4 separate regions of the Mus musculus genome follow, and all the other regions are linked to region 1. The links are chromatin contacts, called in public Hi-C, Micro-C and promoter capture Hi-C maps. All regions are on one chromosome and are shown on one strand. The core of a region is the stretch at or near the end of the contact, and the rest is flanking DNA. Distances in the headings are between cores, read along the strand shown.

Region 1 (4,207 bases), core at 675-3,174:
CTTCTCTGGGGTTTGGAGAATGCTATAGAGTTCACCCTAGAGAAGGTGAGTTTAAGAAGGCCAAAGAGGGGTAATTCACAAAATCTACAAAGAAAATTCTGGAAGAAACATACTGAAAGGACGAAAAAGGAGGAAATGCCTGACAGGGATGCCCCCACAGCCCATGCAGGCACAACCTACCTGCTCTCTCATCACTGCAGTGGTGTTTCTTATGGGTTCCTAGCAGGACTGAGCTCGAGGATGCTCACCGCGGTCCTGTATTTTGTAAGCTTCACCCATTTGAGGATCCTAGTAAACTGGCTAAATCTTCACTTCCACTTTGATGGATTTGAAATTACCTAGGAAACATTCCTGTTCTGGGCAGGTCTTTTTTTGTTTTGTTTTGTTTGTTTGTTTTTGAGACAGGGCTAATCTGTGTAGCCTTGGCTGTCCTGTAACTAGCTCTGTAGATCAGGTTGGCCCCAAACTCATATCCACTTGTCTCTGCTGTCCTTCCCAGTGCTGAGATAAAAGGTGTGTGGCAGCACTGCCTTGCTCTGGCCATGTCTTTGTGGTTTCCTGAGAGGTTTAGCTGAGTAAGGAAAACCTACCTGGAATGTGGGTGGCCATGGAGCAGGGATCAAATAAAAAGAAAAAAACAAAACAAAACAAAAAAACAAAACAAACCAGGTTGTAAGATGAGCACCAGCCTCTCTGGGCCTCCTGAGGGTGAAGTGTCACAGGCTACCTTAGACCTCTGCTTGCCATGGCTTACCCACCACAGCAGAGGCTGTACCTCACACTGTGGCCAAAATAAACCCTTAAGTAGTTTCTGTCAGGAACGTTGTCACACATACAGGAACAATAGCAGACACATGGTTATGGCATGACAATGCTTCTGTTCTATTGCCCTCTCGTGAGAGAGTCATCCCTTAAACAACCATGAGTTCCCGTTAAGATGCTGTGTGGACAAGAATGGGAACTATGAAAAATGCTTTCTTTGGCATTGAGCAGCAACTGTTTGACTGAGGGCAATGGCCATGGAAGGACACAGATAAGGGCCATCAGGATTTCAGCCTTAAGGATAGACCTAGGTAACCTCACAGAGCATCCTACAGCCTCACAATACTAGTAAGTATTTGGCAGGGCCACATATGAGTTAATTTTGTGCCACTGTGTTGACAACTTAAAGGGAAAAGAGTTATTTTGGTTCATGGTTACTGAGGGTTTATTGCATGGTTGCTTGGCCATCGCATTTGAGCAGAACATCAGGATGACAGCAGTATATGGGGTAGGTTATTTACTTCATGATGGGCAGGAAGCCAGAAGGAGACTTGGACAATTGGACCAGGTAAGACCCTCGGACATCCCTGATCCTTCTCCCTCTAGATTGACCCCCACCTCCAAAAAGTTTCTACAATCTTTGGCAATTGCACCACCAGCAGGCACCAAGCTCCACATAAGCCCCAGTGGGGCATTTCAAGTCAAAGTCGGTCACCACAGCCAGTTAATGCAGGAGGGAAGTATCCTGGGTTAATGCTAGCTAGAACAATTTATTGGTTCAGGAGATGCTGCTTTCTTAAAAATAAGGGACGCAGAATTTTCTCCTTACATATGTCCCATTGCTCTACCAGACATCACGGATTTAAAAAAAAAAAGTCTTGGCTGAATAGCATGGTGAGATAACAGGATTAATATAGATACCCGTCAATGTAAAGCAGCATTAATGGACCAACTACCAAAACCTTACCATTCTGTTTGATCTGCTAAATTTCCTCACATTCTCTCCAAGAAAAAGTCGTCCCCTCATCTAAGCTTCTCTCTGGAGTGAACTTCACTAAGGCCCTATGGGACAGAGCTCAGCTCCACACTGGGCGGGGAGGAGCCCGGGCCTCGTGACGCCAGGCCGCGGGCGGTGACGTCATCCTCGGAGGCGAGGGCGTGCGTGCGGTGACGCGTGCCGTGACGCGAGGGCTCCGCAAGGCTGCGTGTCGTGGGCCGCGTCGCGCGCCGCGGCTCGTGCGGCTCGGCCCGGGCTGTGGCGGGAGCGGAGATGCCGCAGCCCGTGCCCTGGAGCGCCGCTATCCCGGCCTGCGGGTGTCGCGGTGAGTAGCCGGCCCGCGGCGCTTGACCCCGCGCGGCCTACGTCGGCGCCTGAGCGTGGGCTGCGGCCTGAAGGGACGCGGCTGCTGGAGCAGGCTTGGTGGCCTGGGAGGCCAGAGCTGCTTCCGGATTCAACAGCAGTGATGGGTACTGCGCATGGCCGTTCTCTCGGTGGCCGTAACCTCCAGCCAGTGTTGTGATTTACTAGAAAAAAATACCGATTTTATCTTTATTGCTGTTATTACGGTCAGGATTTAGACCGCGTCGGTACAGGAGGCTGGAAGACAGAAAGGATGCATGTTTCTTTGCAGTATGCTTGTTAAAAAAATTACCTTTTATGGTTTTCGTACACCCCAAACTAGTGCTTTAAATATAAATATAGGAAGACCCGCCACCTGTCTGTCAGATCTTGTCCTTTTACTTTGAGAGCCATCATGTTGGTTGGTTGCTTATCTTCAAACAAAAAATGAGACCCTGGAGACGCTTTCTAGTCCGTGGGCCCAACAAAACAGTTACTTCAAACTTATTTCTTCTTTTATTTGAAATAATGCTTTAAGAAAAACAGGAAGTAAGCCTTTCTTACCCTCAGCATGTGCCTGCCACGGAGCTCTGCAACTGAAATGTCACCATACCGTAGTCTATAGTTTTCATTTGATGGCCCTGGAATCAAATCTCTAACATTTCTGTGCTGTTTCTTGCCAGGTTTCTTAACAATTTTATATTACTATTTTTCTTGTGAAGTATAATTAACATGAAGTTTATTGATTATTTTACTAGTATAGTTGAATGGCATCGGGTACATTCACAGTGTTGTCTTAACAGGCAGTGCCATATATTTCCAAAATCAATCACTCAGGACAGACATTATAACATAGGGCAGGGACTCCTGCTCTTCTTCAGTCTCTCAGTTTACCTGGTTTAGATACTTCATTTGAATTGGAATCCATGGTCTTTCCTTTATCTGTATCTGTTTGAGGCTATTCTTGGTTGTCAACTTGACAACCAAAAATGGCTAGACACAACTGTGAGAGATTTTTGCTGAATTAAATCATTTGAAGTGGGGAGAGCATTTCTAATCTGTATCTTTGAGGTGGGAAGATCCACCTTTAATCTAAGGCCACACCTTCTGCTGGCAGCCTTTACAAAGGCTATGGAATAAGGAAGCCCCCTCTTTGCCTGCTTGCTCTCACCCATACTTGAAAGTCCATATTCCTTCACTGGCATTAGAGCCTGTTTGTATGCTGGATTCCAGTGTATGCTGAAGAACAGCCGAGACTTCCAGCTTTGTGGATGAGCAACTAGATTCTTGGACTTGACATCAGTAGACGGCCATTGTTGGACTTGCGGGAGTACTCTAATAAATCCCCCCTCTCTCTATATGGAGAAATCCATTCTATAATTTCTGTTACTCTAGAGAATCCTGGCAAATAGTTTCTCTGCTTTCTGTCTTTGGAATGTCTATGGAAGGTTTGAATTGCTTAGTTCGTGTTTGAAAAGCACTGACTGCTGAGTCTGATGGCTCCACTTGTCTGGCTTGGTCTCCAGTGACCTTTATGGCCTTTCATATTGCTTGTCAGCACATCTTCTGGATGTACCTTGGAACCCTTCTTCTTTTTTTTTTTTTAATTTTTTACTAGGTATTTAGCTCATTTACATTTCCAATGCTATCCCAAAAGTCCCCCATACCCACCCACTCCCCCTTTTTGGCCCTGGCATTCCCCTCTACTGGGGCATATAAAGTTTGCAAGTCCAACGGGCCTCTTTTTCCAGTGATGGCCGCTTAGGTCATCTTTTGATACATATGCAGCTAAAGACAAGAGCTCCAGGGTACTGGTTAGTTCATAATGTTGTTCCACCTATAGGGTTGCAGATCTCTTTAGCTCCTTGGGTAATTTCTCTAGCTCCTCCATTGGGGGCCCTGTGTTCCATCCTTGGAACCCTTCGGAAGTCTTTTCCTAGGTTCTTCTCCAAAGTTCCCAGTGTCCCAGAGGATCTGTTCAGTATCTGTTCTCTGCACCTGCTCTTCCTTTGTTACGTAAACCTGCTCTGCATTGGTTTCTCTGTAGCTTCAGCTACAGTTCCCGTGTGTCTTAAGTTTCTGTGTGAAGCCTGGGTTCCAATGTGA
Region 2 (4,137 bases), core at 413-2,912, 190 kb before region 1:
GCACACTGAACGAAGACTTTCCTGCTTTCCACTATGGCTTGTCTATTCAGCTGGTATACGAAGTGTGAGCCTAGGTAGGGATGCCAGGCCCAGCCACCAGCCCTAACAACTCCCGCAACATGGGGATGCTCACCTATATCTCCATTCCCTTTCAGAACGTCAAGCCAAATGTCCAACAGCAGCCACTCACACCCCCAGCAAGGAAGACATTAGGCAAAGCCACAAGCCAAGGGAATGGAAAGATCCGGGGTCAAGGCAGGCAGGGTGAAAGCACTGGCTCTGGGGATGACTGGGCAATGGCTGGTAGATGGGACTTTTCCTCCTGACTTGAAACCTGAGGCCTCTTTGAATGGTCCAAGGAAGTGTGTCTTCTGTAAAGATGACCACACTTGTGGAGGGTGGTGCTGGAGCAATAGATAAAGCTTGATGGCAGAGGTGGAGATGATGGGGAGGGCTTGCATTGGCTTCTTTTCCTATTGCTGGGATTAGATGCCCAGATCAAAGCACCTGTATGGAGAAGGCACTTCTCTTGGCTCACAATTTGGGTACAGTCTACCAGGGAAGCCGAGACAGCAGGAGCTTGAAGCAGCTGGTCCCTCACACCCATAATCAGGACCAGAGGTCACAAGATGCAAGTTTCTGCTCAACTCACTTTCATAATTTTAGACCCAGTTCAGAATACCCACCCAGGGAATGGTCTGCACAGAGTTAAGATGGGTCCTTAATTAATCTAATCAAGATCCAGTCAAATTGACAGTTAACACTAACTGCCACAGGGGACTAAAACAGAATGGGGAGGAGTGGGTAGCTTGTCACCGAGTCAGAAATAAGGCAGATGCTTTGCTCTGACTCTCCAGCCCTGCTCTTCCTGTGCCCCACAACTGGCCTTGGAAGACGCCTGCACACCAGATGGGACCACCTGGCCACCCTGGAGACTATAAAAGTCGTCATCCTTAACACACCATTGTTGTTTATCAAAAAATAATTGGAATAAAATATAAACAATAAGAATTATCATCTGCTCTCTCTCTCTCTCTCTCTCTCTCTCTCTCTCTCTCTCTCTGTGTGTGTGTGTGTGTGTGTGTGAGTGTGTGTGTGTGTGTGGTGCCGGCATGAACCCAGGGTTTTACACATGCTAAGCAAGCGTTGTACCACTAAGCTATCCCCATCCTCAAGCTAACCCTCTGTAAATAATTCAGTGGCTGCTAAGTTACTCATGTGATTTTACCTCCACCACTATAACTGTCATGACTGTGCTATGTCAGAAACAGGCAGACATGATCATGTTTTCCTACAAAGTCCACATTACTGAATAACAACTCATTCACTAGCTACAGAGTTTCCTCGGCTAGTTTGTCCTTAGTCCCTATTTTCCTACATAGTTGGCGGAGGCAAACACACACAAGGTTCATTTATTCCAACCTTAACTGCTAATATTAGCTCTCAGTTCACACATTCCAAATCACACAGTAAATACATCTGTGTGTACATATAGTGTAGGTGACAGAAAGCCTCTGAAGGGTTCAGGAGGCCAACAGAGTTCAAGGAGTTCCAAAGAGGCCTTGAGGAAAAGCAGAAGGGGGAGGCTGATAAGGATGCAGAGGGAGGCAGAGAAAGACGCTGGGTCAGATACAAACCCAGTCAGAGCCCAGCGTTTGCAAGCCCAGCCAGGCCACAGAGTCAGAGTTGAGTCATGCTGCAGAAATGAGGTGTGAGATACTTGCTGGTCACAGGGGTGACAGAGGCAAACTACAGAACTAGTTCCAGACAGACAGATGGGTAGACTGATGGACAACAGATTCGAGTTGACTTTATCAGAGCTGAGACCACATTAAGCTAAAGTCTCAGACAGCTGGGACAGTTGGGAGTTCTCTGCCTATTGTACACACACACACACACACACACACACACACACACACACACACACACACACAGAGAGTTGCTCAAATGAAATGCCCAGAGGCTCATGTATTTGAACACTTGATGCTAAGTTGCTGGTGCTCTTTGGGAGACAGGAGGTATGACCTTGCTGGGGAAGTGTGTTACTGGGGATGGCTTTGAGAGTTTAAGACTGCCTGCCATTTCAAGTAGCTCTCTCTGCCTCGTGTTTGTGGTTCAAGATGTGACTGTTTCTTGCTCCTGCCTCACGCCAGCTCCTTGTTGTCAAAGCTCCTGCCTCATGCACTCATTCACATGCGTTCTCTCTCTCTCTCTCTCTCCCTCTATCTCTATGAGTGCACACACATGTATACACAGGTTCGTACACATATACACACACACATGGACATGTGAGTATGGGACAGTTGGGAGTTCTCTGTCTATTGTACGTACACACACACACACACACACACACACACACACACACACAGACGCGCGCACGCATGCGCACACACAGTTGCTCAAATGAAATGCCCAGAGGCTCATGTCAGATCATCTGGTCAGATGACAGGCTAGAGGGAACATATCCCTCTCGGCGGATGGGTGAGGGTGAGGAGGTCACACCCTTGTCTCAGCATAATGTGTTAGGTAAGTTCTTATGCTTGGTTTTCCCGATATAGTTTTAATACCCTCATGTGCTAAAGTGGACTCAATTTACTCTGATGAATCGTGAGGGTGGTTATCTCTTTTACTTTGGGAATATGCCATTTAACAGTCTGTGCCGTGGGTGGTACGGGGCAGATGGTGTTGTTTACATGCCTAACAAGTTGCAGAGTCATTTTCAACCCTCTGTAAACTGGAGTCAATGGCAGCATGTAAAATGGAGTCTCTCTCTCTCTCTGCATGAGGCACTGCCTGAAAACCATTGCTCTGCACAGTATGGAGTGACTGAGGGCAGGGCGCAGACTGATCAAAACAGAATCTATTTCCAGACACTTTTTATCTCTCTGAGAAGACACTCTTCAGCCTCCCTCCCGAACCCTGGTGGCAGCACCCTGTGTCATCTCTGTGAGTCTGACAACTCTGAGGTCTGCAGAAGGGAAGTAGACACAGTCTGTCTGTTGCTGGCTTACTACAGTTAGCACCGGTCCTCAAGGCTTTAAGAAGAGTACATCAGCTTCCAGTTTCTGTCTGTGCCCTGGAGCTGACCCTGTGCCAAGCTCTCCATACCCAAATCCTGCTGGGAGAGAGCTGGTCTCCCAGGAGTGCTGACACACAGGCTTATAGGAGGGACACGCCATTGTCAGAGACAGCAAGACCAGCTAACACCACAGATAACCAGCTGGTGAGAGGCAAGGGCAAGAACCTAAGCAAGAGAAACCAAGGCTATACCGGGCGGTGGTGGCACACAACTTTAATCCCAGCACTTGGGAGGCAGAGGCAGGCGGATTTCTGAGTTTGAGGCCAGCAAGGCCAGCCTGGTCTACAAAGTGAGTTCCAGGACAGCCAGGGCTATACAGAGAAACCCTGTCTCGAAAAACAAAAACAAAACAAACAAACAAACAAACAAACAAAAACCAAGGCTACTTGGCATCATTAGAACCCAGTTCTCCCATTACAGCAAGCCCTGGATGCCCCAAAACACTGGAAAACCAAGGCTCTGATTTAAAATCACATCTCATGATGATGATAGAGGACATTAAGAAGGACATAAGTAATTCCCTTAAGGAAATACAGGAGAACACAGGTAAACAGGTAGAAGCCCTTAAAGATGAAACACACACACACACACACACACACACACAAATCCCTTAAAGAATTACAGGAAAACACAACCAAACAGGTGAAGCAATTAAACAAAACCATCCAGCATCTAAGAATGGAAATAGAAACAATAAAGAAATCACAAAGGGAGACAACCCTGGAGATAGAAAACCTAGGAAAGAAATTAGGAGTCATAGATGCAAGCATCATCAACAGAATACAAGAGATAGAAGAGAGAATCTCAGGTGCAGAAGATACCATAGAAAACATTGACACAATAGTCAAAGAAAATGCAAAATGCAAAAATCTCCTAACCCAAAACATCCAGGAAATACAGGACACAATGAGAAGATCAAATCTAAGGAAAATAGGTATAGAAGAGAGTGAAGATTCCCAACTTAAAGGGCCAATAAATATCTTCAATAAAATTATAGAAGAAAACTTCCCTAACCTAAAGAAAGAGATGCCCATGAACATACAAGAAGCCTACAGAAC
Region 3 (4,146 bases), core at 523-3,022, 240 kb before region 1:
ACAGCACAGATATGTACTGTGGCCCACAAGGACCTAAGGGCATCGGACAGAAGAGATGGAGAGAAACACACGGCTCAATTTCATTCTGTGAGGGCCCCAGAATGATCAGATTCATAGAGACAGTAGACTGAGGGGTGCCAGAGATGGGAAGGATCATTGTGTGATAAAGGCAGTTTGGGAAGATGAATTCTGAGAGTGGAAGAGGGATGGGGGGTGGGGGGCGAGCTGGCATCATAATGAGCATGTGCTTAATTCTCTCAAGCTGTGCAGCTCCAGATGATGAAAAAAAAGTTTTATCTGTTGGTCACAAAAAGGAAGTTAGAGGAGAAGGGAGAGGGAAGGGGGGAAGGACAGGAGGGGAAAGAAGAGGAAGAAAGAGAATGAAGAAGAAAAGGAGGAGAAGAGAGGAGAGAAGAGGGAGAAGAGGATAAAGGTGGGGGATACAGAGAGGAAGGAAAAGGAAGAGGAGGAGGAAGGAGAGAAAGGAGAGAGGAAGAGGAGGAGGAGGAGGAAGAGATGGGGGATGGGAGAAGCGGAGGGTGTCTCCCCACTGGTTCCTGGCAGTGGGCTTTCCCACAAAGGCCCAAATCCAAGCCCCCCAGCCCCTCCTGGCTGTCCCTGGCTTATGGGCAGAGGTCCTCGTCTTAACATGCAAGTCACCACATTCCAAGCATAGCTCTACATATTCACAAATGTCCACTACCACTTCAGCCCCATGGCAGAGCCAGGGGCTCTGAGAAGCCCCACACACATCTCCCATCACCTTAAAAACAAACAAACAAACAAACAAACAAACAAAACAGCTCCCAAGAACAAGGAAGGCTACAGTGCACCCACTGTGTGCAGACAGCTGTTCAGGGGGACACAGACTCATTCCACCACAGGAAATGCCATCAACAAGTCTCAGATACGACAGGCAGACAGCCACAATTCGGACTCCGTAGGGACAGGTCCCAATTCTTTCCTGCACAACCCCTTCCAGAACAATCTTCAAGCATTTTGAAATGTTTTTGAACTTTCATGATTCGGACAACGTGATCGAATGCATCGAGAGCCATTGCTATCCCAGGGAGGAGCTGGTCCTAGAGTGGTGAGGTCTGTCTTCCCACAGTACTTCCTCCCCAGGAGGATGGGTGGTCCTTCAAGTACCTGAAGGTTCTCCTTCCCCAGGCTCACTCCTGGGGAACACTTGTGTCACAGCGTTCCCAAGCAATTCAGTACTTCAGATGCTGTCGCTAGGAGCTCTCACGCTGTCTGTTCTGCAAACGACAGCAGCCCTACCTTCCAAAAAACACAACCCACAGAAGAAGTAAGACTGAAAAGCTGAACAGGCCAGGTGGAGGGTGCCCGTCAGCAAGACTAGAACTCAGGAGATGGATGTGAGGGTAGGGCTAGCCTGGGGTACATGAAGAGGCTGTCTGGAACATACAACCCGCCTTGGGTAAACTGTGCTTTACTATTGAATGCTTTAGTTCAGAACAAAGGACAGCTGAGGCCTCTACATGGGGAAGAGCCAGGCCACAGCAGTTCTGAGGACACTCTAGTGTGTCCCCTCCATCCTGTTCTTTCTACTCTTGAGTGGGTGCGCGCATACAGAGACCCAGCCGCTGCATCAGCGCATAACTGGATGGGAAGGGTCCTGCCTGCTCTCATTTTCCTTCATTTTTCTATATTAGGGGCAAGATGATCTATTTTTAGTGTGTAGCTGGTGTAAGTCAGGGGTTGCTATAGCAACGGCAAGTGGCTACAAACCCAGTGCCGCTCCGGTTCCCAGTCACAGAGAAATCCTGACAGAAATGCAGCCCTGGAGGATGGAGCGGCCCTGTTCTTGGGGGTTCCTGGCTCCTGTCCTCATGGCGTGCAGTGCCATGGGCAGGCTGAGGCTGAGTGTGCTAGGAAGCAGAGACTATACAAACTAGGAACCGTGAGAAGAGCTGACTGGGAATGGGTGCCAAGCTCAATCACAGGTGAGGAGAGAGTCCTACATTTGTGCAGCTCTTAGACAATAGGCAGAGGCAGGCTGGCATGCACTGCCTGGGCCCAGGGTAGCAGGCAGGGGATTGGAATGGGCTGTCAGTGTTGGTTTGTTGAGTCAGGGTCTCCTGTAGGCTCAAACTCACTCTGTAGCCAAGGATACCTTGAAGTCTTGATCTCGCTATTTTGTCTCTCGAGTGCTGGGATTACAGGCATGAGCAATCATAATTATATAGTGCTGGGAATGGAATCCAAGTCTTTGTGCACACTTTTTATCTACCTACTGATCTACATCCCCACCCTAGGCTGCCTACCTTTTAAGGCTGCCTCTGTGTGCACCTACCACCAGGGGCCCCAGACTGAGCCCAGCAGATGAGAAGGAACCTGGAGACTGAGCGTGCCATCCTCAAAGGCTGGGTGTATGATCTGTGTCCTATGTAGACTGTGGCCTGCCGAGCTCCCTGAGACAACGCTGCACTCAAAGTGTAAAAAAAAAAAAAAAAAAGAAGCCAGGACAATTAATGTCTAGGTTTACAGGCAGTGGGAAATGTGTTTTAAAATGTAGTTTTCTAATGACTCGGGGTAGTGAGGTCAGGGGATGAGCTTCCTCTGGAAAGACAGTGTATTACAGTCCCCCAGAGGAGGGGGTGTGTCACAGCCATGGGGGGGGGAGCGGCATGACAAGGAATGCCAGGCTGCTCAGGAGGCAGAGGAGAAAGGAGAGATCAGGCAGAAGCTTGGCTCTTGTTTCCAGGGAGAAGAAAGGTAACGCAGGTGGGGCAGACAAAGACTGGCTTCTGTGGATGTTTCCATGGGCCTCAGGGGTCTCGGGGACTGGCTCTATCCCCAGCATCACAAAAACTAAACAAAAGATCTAAAATGACCCTCAGTATTAGCAGCAACACCCATCGCTCCCCTGTTGTCTTTACCTTTCTTTAACTTCCAAGAGTTTTCGTCCCCACGGCACAGGGAGGCTCCTTCCTAGAAAGCCCATTGGAGGGGAGTGGACCCTGCTTCAGGGAGGGAGACTGCAGAGGAAGGGGTCTGAGGCCCCCAAGGCTAGATTCCTCAGGCCCTCACACAGCCCAGGCTGTGGGTAGCTCCCCAGGATGAAGCTGCTTCTCTTTCTCTAAATGTCACCATCTGTCCTGTCCTGAAAAATCAAGGTCAGGGCTGCCTCTTGCTGGTGGAATATTTTCATGTCCTCCTCCACCAAGCTTTCAGCCACAGAGCATCCTGTCTGAGTGTGAGAGATGAGGGTGCAGGGTCATTTTCTCCCATCTTAGGGTTGCTTTCTCCACTGCTAGTCTACATTCTAAAGAACTCCTACTGCCCTGTTCCTCTGCTCTCTCTCTCTGTCTCTCTGTCTCTCTCTCTCTGTCTCTCTGTCTCTCTCCCTCCCTCTTCCTCTCTCCCTCTCTCTCTCTCCCTCCCTCTCCCTCCCTCCCTCTCCTTCTCTCCCTCTCTCCCCCTCCCTCTCCCTCCTTCCTTCTCTCTCTCTCTCTCTCTCTCTCTCTCTCTCTCTCTCTCTCTCGCTCTCTCACTCTCTCGTGGTTTGAATAGGAATGGTCCCCATAGGCTCACATATTTGAATGCTTGTTCATCATGGAATGGCAGTCCCTAGAAGGATTAGGAGGTGTGGCCTTATCGGGAAAGTATGGCCTTTCTGAAGGAAGTATGTCATTTGGGGGTGGGCTTTGAGATTTCAGAAGCCCAAGCTAGGCCCAAGAGTTCTCTCTCCCTGTTGCCTGTGAATCCAGACTTAGAAGTCTTAGCTACTTCTCCAGCATCATGTCTGCCTGTGTACCGCCATGCTCCCTGACATGATAATGGGTTAAATTTCTGAAACTGTAAGCAAGACCCAATTCAACACTTTTTTTTTGGTAAGAGTTTCCTTGGTCAAAGTGTCTTTTCATAGCAACAGATACTAAGACACCATCTGTCTGTCCACCCACCCAGCCCCCAATCTGTGGTGGTTTGAATAAAATGGCCCCCATTGGCTCATATATTTGAATGCCTGGTTCTTAGTTGGTAGAATTGTTTGGGAATAATTAGGAGGTGTGTAAGCCAGTCCCCATTAAATACTTTATTTTACAACTGCCTTGGTCATGATGTCTCTTCACAACAAAGGAAAATAAATGAAAACACCATATATCATCTATCTTCTATCTC
Region 4 (4,135 bases), core at 1,282-3,781, 170 kb before region 1:
GTGGCTCGGGCTCTGGCAGTCCTCTCTGAAGGGGTGGAGAGGAAGCATTTTTCTGTGAGTGCTTAAAGAGGCCAAGAGCAGTTAGTCTCTGAACTCAGTTGGCCTCTTAGCAATCCTGGCCACACTGACTGTCTAAGGTCGAACCGGAGAGCCGACATCAGGAACATGAAATTATTAATTAGCAAACGCTTCCTATGCAATCTCTCAAAACTGAGGATGATGAAGGAACAGGAGCCCTGAGGTGATCTAAAAAGACATTTCAACAACCGGCTGTGCTGGTCAAACCTGTAATCTGAACACTCAACACTCAGAGACAGAGGCAGGAGGATTGCTCACAAGTTCAGGGCCAGCCTGGTCTACATAATCAGTTCCTGGCCAGTCAGGGATAGATAGTGAGACCCTGTCTTACAACAACAACAACAACTACAAAAGCACACTGCAGTCCTGTAGAGAGGCACACACTGTAAGCCCAGCGCCCGGGAGGTGGAGGCCGGAAGATCAGGAATGAAACACCATCTTTAGAAAGAGTATTGCAGCTGCCGGCACGCTTGCTCATTGGCACATCCATTTGAGGATCTGTGCTGGGTCTGGAATGTAGGGGTATACAGGACAGAGAAACATAGACAGGAGTCTCATGTAACAATTTGGAGATGGTGACAGGGACACTATGGATGGTGACGATGGAACACTAAGACCTGTTTGGGGTGAAGGGAGTGTCTGCGTCATGATGTGGCTGTTACATACTTAGGTACATTTATTGCAACCCAGCCAACTGTGCTTGTACCTGATGAGCCACACTGCATGTGAATAACACCCAATCAAAGTGGACCTACAACGGACCAGCCATCTGCAGAATGTGGGAAACGTCCACACTGCATCCTGGGATGTGGAGCCAACTTTTCCAGACCACGGGGGTGGGGGTGGGGGGTGGAATCTTTAGGAAGCAGCTGGGCTTCAGGTGACGACTCTAGTCCATCACCTTATAGTATCCTCAGTTCATCTTGCCTCCCTTGCCAGAGCCCCATGGGCCTGTCAGACCTTCCTCTCCTCTATGGTGAAGGAAATGGCCACATTACACATTCCAGAGCCTGGTGAATTGTCTGGAAGAAGTTCTCCCAGGAGGTGTGTGCCCGACATCGTGAGATGTCCCAAGTTGGAACTGAGCTGATGCTGCCGGTAGCCAGACCCCCTTATTTAGGTCCAGGCAGTATTTCAAGATGTCTCAGACTCACTAAGCCCAACCCGTCCCTGAGTTGGTAGCATCCAGTCTCACTGAGACATGAGAAGAGATGAATTTGCATGGTGTAGAGATTACCAGAGAAGGACGGCACCTGCAGGAGGCCACTGTGATGTTCGGTGTGCTCAGTTTTACAGAATGGAGAGTCTCCTGGGAGGTGGGCCTGTGGGCATGTCTGTGGGAGAGTATGCTGAGGTGGGTCCTGGATGGCATAGGCAGAGAGGAGCTGAGCAGTGGCAGGCAGCAGTGGCAGGCAGCAGTGGCCATTTCCCTCTAGGCTGGTAAGGCACACAGGGCTTCTGATACCCCAGAAGACAGTGGCTACTTAAAAGCATGAGGATTGTGGGTCCTGGATGGGTGTATTGTGTTTAATCCTTCTGAACTTAGGAACTGCTCATCCAGACTTTGTCCAAGTGGCCATTACCGAGACCTCATTACTGAAGTGCCGCAGACTGGTGTGTGATGCTTGGCTCTGCTGTACCGTTGTGTACGTGTGAAGGTGTGGGACTGTATGTTGTGACAGCGCTCAGACAAGACATGGCTGGCAGCTCCAGGACTCTGGATTGAAAGCACAAGATGGAAGCGTTTGGGATTATTTGAAACGCACCACAGAGTTTTGTTTTGGGTCCGATTGCCTGCTGACGTGCTTATCTCTCGGCACAAGCACAACTGAATAATGCGGCACAGCTTTGTGTGAGGCCGCTGGACCCAGTGACTGCCCAGAGCCCGGGCAGGAGGACCCCGGGATGTGAGTAGGAGGGAACGAGAGGCTAGTCCTTAGAACACACAAGGCTCGTCTGATGGCCTGGGGGAACCCAGGACATCTGTTTTATGGGAAGCCTGTGACACAGAAGGCAGGCTGTGGTGGGACTTACATTTGAGCTCTGGTCCACCAGTGAAGAGCTGTTGGTTTAAGGCAAAGGAAGAGAAAGCGGTTCTCATAAAGCAAGGGGGAGCTTTGGAAAGGGAGACAGGAGGTGAAGAGGAAAATAGAAGCTTCAGACTCCTCCACAAGCCTTTCTTCAGAGGTGGCCTGCATAAACAGTGTCCCTATGGCAATGTGGCCCCATGCCCTGGTTCCAGGCGGCATGGGAAGCCTGCTGAGCAGCAGCTGGTGAGGCCAGCAAGGCATCTGGGTGGACCTGAAGGAGCACCTGGGAATATCCCAAGCGACCTGAGTACAACAGAGTGCCTGGGTAGGTCAAGGCTCTCCCCTTCAGGAGCCCTCTGTCCCTTCAGGCTCATCTTCCTCCCAGTTCTCCCTGACTCTGGGCATATTCCAAGGTTCTGGATCTGAGCTGATAAGTGTAGCATGACTCAGAGAGAGTGGGTGGTGACAGATGCCCACAGCCAGCTCTGAGCCAGGCCTGGCCAGTTTTTGGAGATGAGACCTGACATTTAAGGACAAATTCCACCAGCCCTCAAGGACTCTGTTCCAACCGAATGGCTCTGACCAACAGCAGCCCCTTCCCACATGCTCTGCTAATGGTGCAGTCAGTGGTGGGTGGGGTCATAGAGAGCTGCTTCCTCCAGCTGTGTGACAGGCATCCGTCAGTTCTCATCCCCATGTCTGTGTCTGTGCAGGCCAGCTGTGGCCACTGGCCTGATGCCACCTTCTAAGCATAGGCATCCCTCTGCCTAGCTGGGCAGAAACGGCTTTGGGGACCAGGAACTTGGGGAAAGGCAACAAAGGAGTACAATTCACTTGCAGAGGCAGAAGCAGAAGCCGCCCTCCGCCCTTTACTGGGGAAAATATTTCTAAGCACTTTCCTGGCTTTGACAAAGAGCGGGAGGAAGGGTCTATGGGTTGTGCTTTCTAGAAAGTACCAGAGCTTCCACCTCAGAGCCAAGCAGGGAAGAATTTTCCCTGCCTGAAAGAGGAGCAGAGCCCCACACTGCTTTTGGGGGCCCTAGTCAGTCCCTGTGACGATAACATTTTGGTCAGTTTCCTTGATACCTTTTCCTGAGCACAAGTCATTTCACTCCAGAAGACCACCTAGGCATCTCCAGGAAACTCGAGGAAACAGCTTGGCGGGTTTGCCTCTCTGTTTCATGTCCAGCCTACAAACATGATTCCACATATGACCTGGCCAACACAGCTTGCAAATCACAGAGACTGCCTATAGTCAGGTCAGCTGTTTGCCTGCTGGAAAAGCGAGGGGTCGGTGCTTTCCTGAGGGCTGGGGCTTCATACCTCCTTAGCTCTTCTCAGATCCTGATTCTGAGACTGCTTCTCTCCCAGCAAAAGCAGTGAAAGGAAATTTTAGGAACCCTCAATTTTCAGGAGTCCTCGACCAGCAAGAGAAAGGAAAGCCAGGCCTGGTGGATCAGGCTCGGGACCCCAGCTACGCAGGAAGCTGAGGCAAGAGGATCATAAATTTAAAGCCAGCCTGCCTTAGGTTCAATCCCAATGAAAGGGAGGAGCGGGAAGGGTTGGGGGAGGGGGAGAAGAAAGGGGAGAGCTTGGATAAGAAGGAGTAGGAACCCCTGGGTCCCTGGCTCTCTGTTGTCCTAGGCACCCAACCTGGGCTGCTGGAATCCCACCCCTGCAGGTGTCTGGTAAACAGCACTGCAGACTGTGGACAGTCCTGTTCCCACCGCCTTTATCCTATTGGCTGGAATCTGCTCAGCAGGCCCGCACTCACTGGTGACTAGCCAGCTGAAGCCATGATTGTGGCAGATGGCAGCCTCCAGTAAAAGCAGTCAGACGGTAAATGCCACCACACACCTCTCTGGCAAAGCACAATCAAAACAAAAACCTGAGACTGGCTTTGTTTTCCTCCAGTTTCCTCCCTGTGTTCCCTGGGATACGGCTTGGAGAAGTACAAAAGAAGATGGAGAAGCGAATCCACGATTCTAGAAAGATCACGACACAACCATGACCTTCAGGGGAAAGTA

What was found. A called contact is a pair of places that touch in the nucleus more often than the background predicts. Capture Hi-C pulls out chosen DNA fragments and counts their contacts.
Region 2: a Hi-C map of muscle stem cells shows a contact between it and region 1, with 3 times the contacts expected there. The contact joins the enhancer-like site here to the promoter of Galnt11 in region 1. A contact is called at or near these places in 2 of 39 promoter capture datasets (hippocampal neurons and neural stem cells), 6 of 484 Hi-C or Micro-C datasets (bone marrow-derived macrophages, brain, ganglionic eminence and 3 more), 4 of 115 datasets of contacts at active chromatin or transcription factors (bone marrow-derived macrophages, fibro-adipogenic progenitors and stem cell-derived neural progenitor cells) and 4 of 9 other capture datasets (adipose tissue, embryonic stem cells, liver and 1 more).
Region 3: a contact with region 1 is called in a promoter capture Hi-C map of liver, with 2.3 times the contacts expected there. The contact joins the promoter of 1500035N22Rik here to the promoter of Galnt11 in region 1. A contact is called at or near these places in 6 of 39 promoter capture datasets (the C10 cell line, hippocampal neurons, liver and 2 more), 1 of 484 Hi-C or Micro-C datasets (pre-B cells), 2 of 115 datasets of contacts at active chromatin or transcription factors (bone marrow-derived macrophages and forebrain) and 3 of 9 other capture datasets (adipose tissue, liver and pancreatic islet).
Region 4: a contact with region 1 is called in a Micro-C map of muscle stem cells, with 4 times the contacts expected there. The contact joins the enhancer-like site here to the promoter of Galnt11 in region 1. A contact is called at or near these places in 3 of 39 promoter capture datasets (the C10 cell line, hippocampal neurons and neural stem cells), 1 of 484 Hi-C or Micro-C datasets (muscle stem cells) and 4 of 9 other capture datasets (adipose tissue, embryonic stem cells, liver and 1 more).

What each region holds. Positions count from the first base shown.
Region 1 is chr5:25,220,948-25,225,154 of GRCm38.p6, forward strand. Galnt11 (polypeptide N-acetylgalactosaminyltransferase 11) reads left to right here and starts at 1,925. Exons shown (of 12, transcript NM_144908.4): 1 at 1,925-2,084.
Region 2 is chr5:25,028,844-25,032,980 of GRCm38.p6, forward strand. The region is part of intron 1 of Prkag2 (protein kinase, AMP-activated, gamma 2 non-catalytic subunit); the gene reads right to left. Among named protein-coding and RNA genes, the nearest start is that of 1500035N22Rik, 45 kb to the left of the region's middle. Within about 2 kb of position 1,663, at least 84 of the 459 cell types and tissues checked have an H3K27ac peak or open chromatin away from gene starts, as enhancers often do. A contact at or near this core is called in muscle stem cells and pancreatic islet, where this site is marked.
Region 3 is chr5:24,984,070-24,988,215 of GRCm38.p6, forward strand. It overlaps 1500035N22Rik (RIKEN cDNA 1500035N22 gene), which reads left to right and starts at 1,773. Exons shown (of 2, transcript NR_166410.1): 1 at 1,773-1,967. All of the region lies in intron 3 of Prkag2 (protein kinase, AMP-activated, gamma 2 non-catalytic subunit), which reads right to left.
Region 4 is chr5:25,051,625-25,055,759 of GRCm38.p6, forward strand. All of the region lies in intron 1 of Prkag2 (protein kinase, AMP-activated, gamma 2 non-catalytic subunit), which reads right to left. Among named protein-coding and RNA genes, the nearest start is that of Gm42232, 46 kb to the right of the region's middle. Within about 2 kb of position 2,532, at least 36 of the 459 cell types and tissues checked have an H3K27ac peak or open chromatin away from gene starts, as enhancers often do. A contact at or near this core is called in hippocampal neurons, muscle stem cells and neural stem cells, where this site is marked.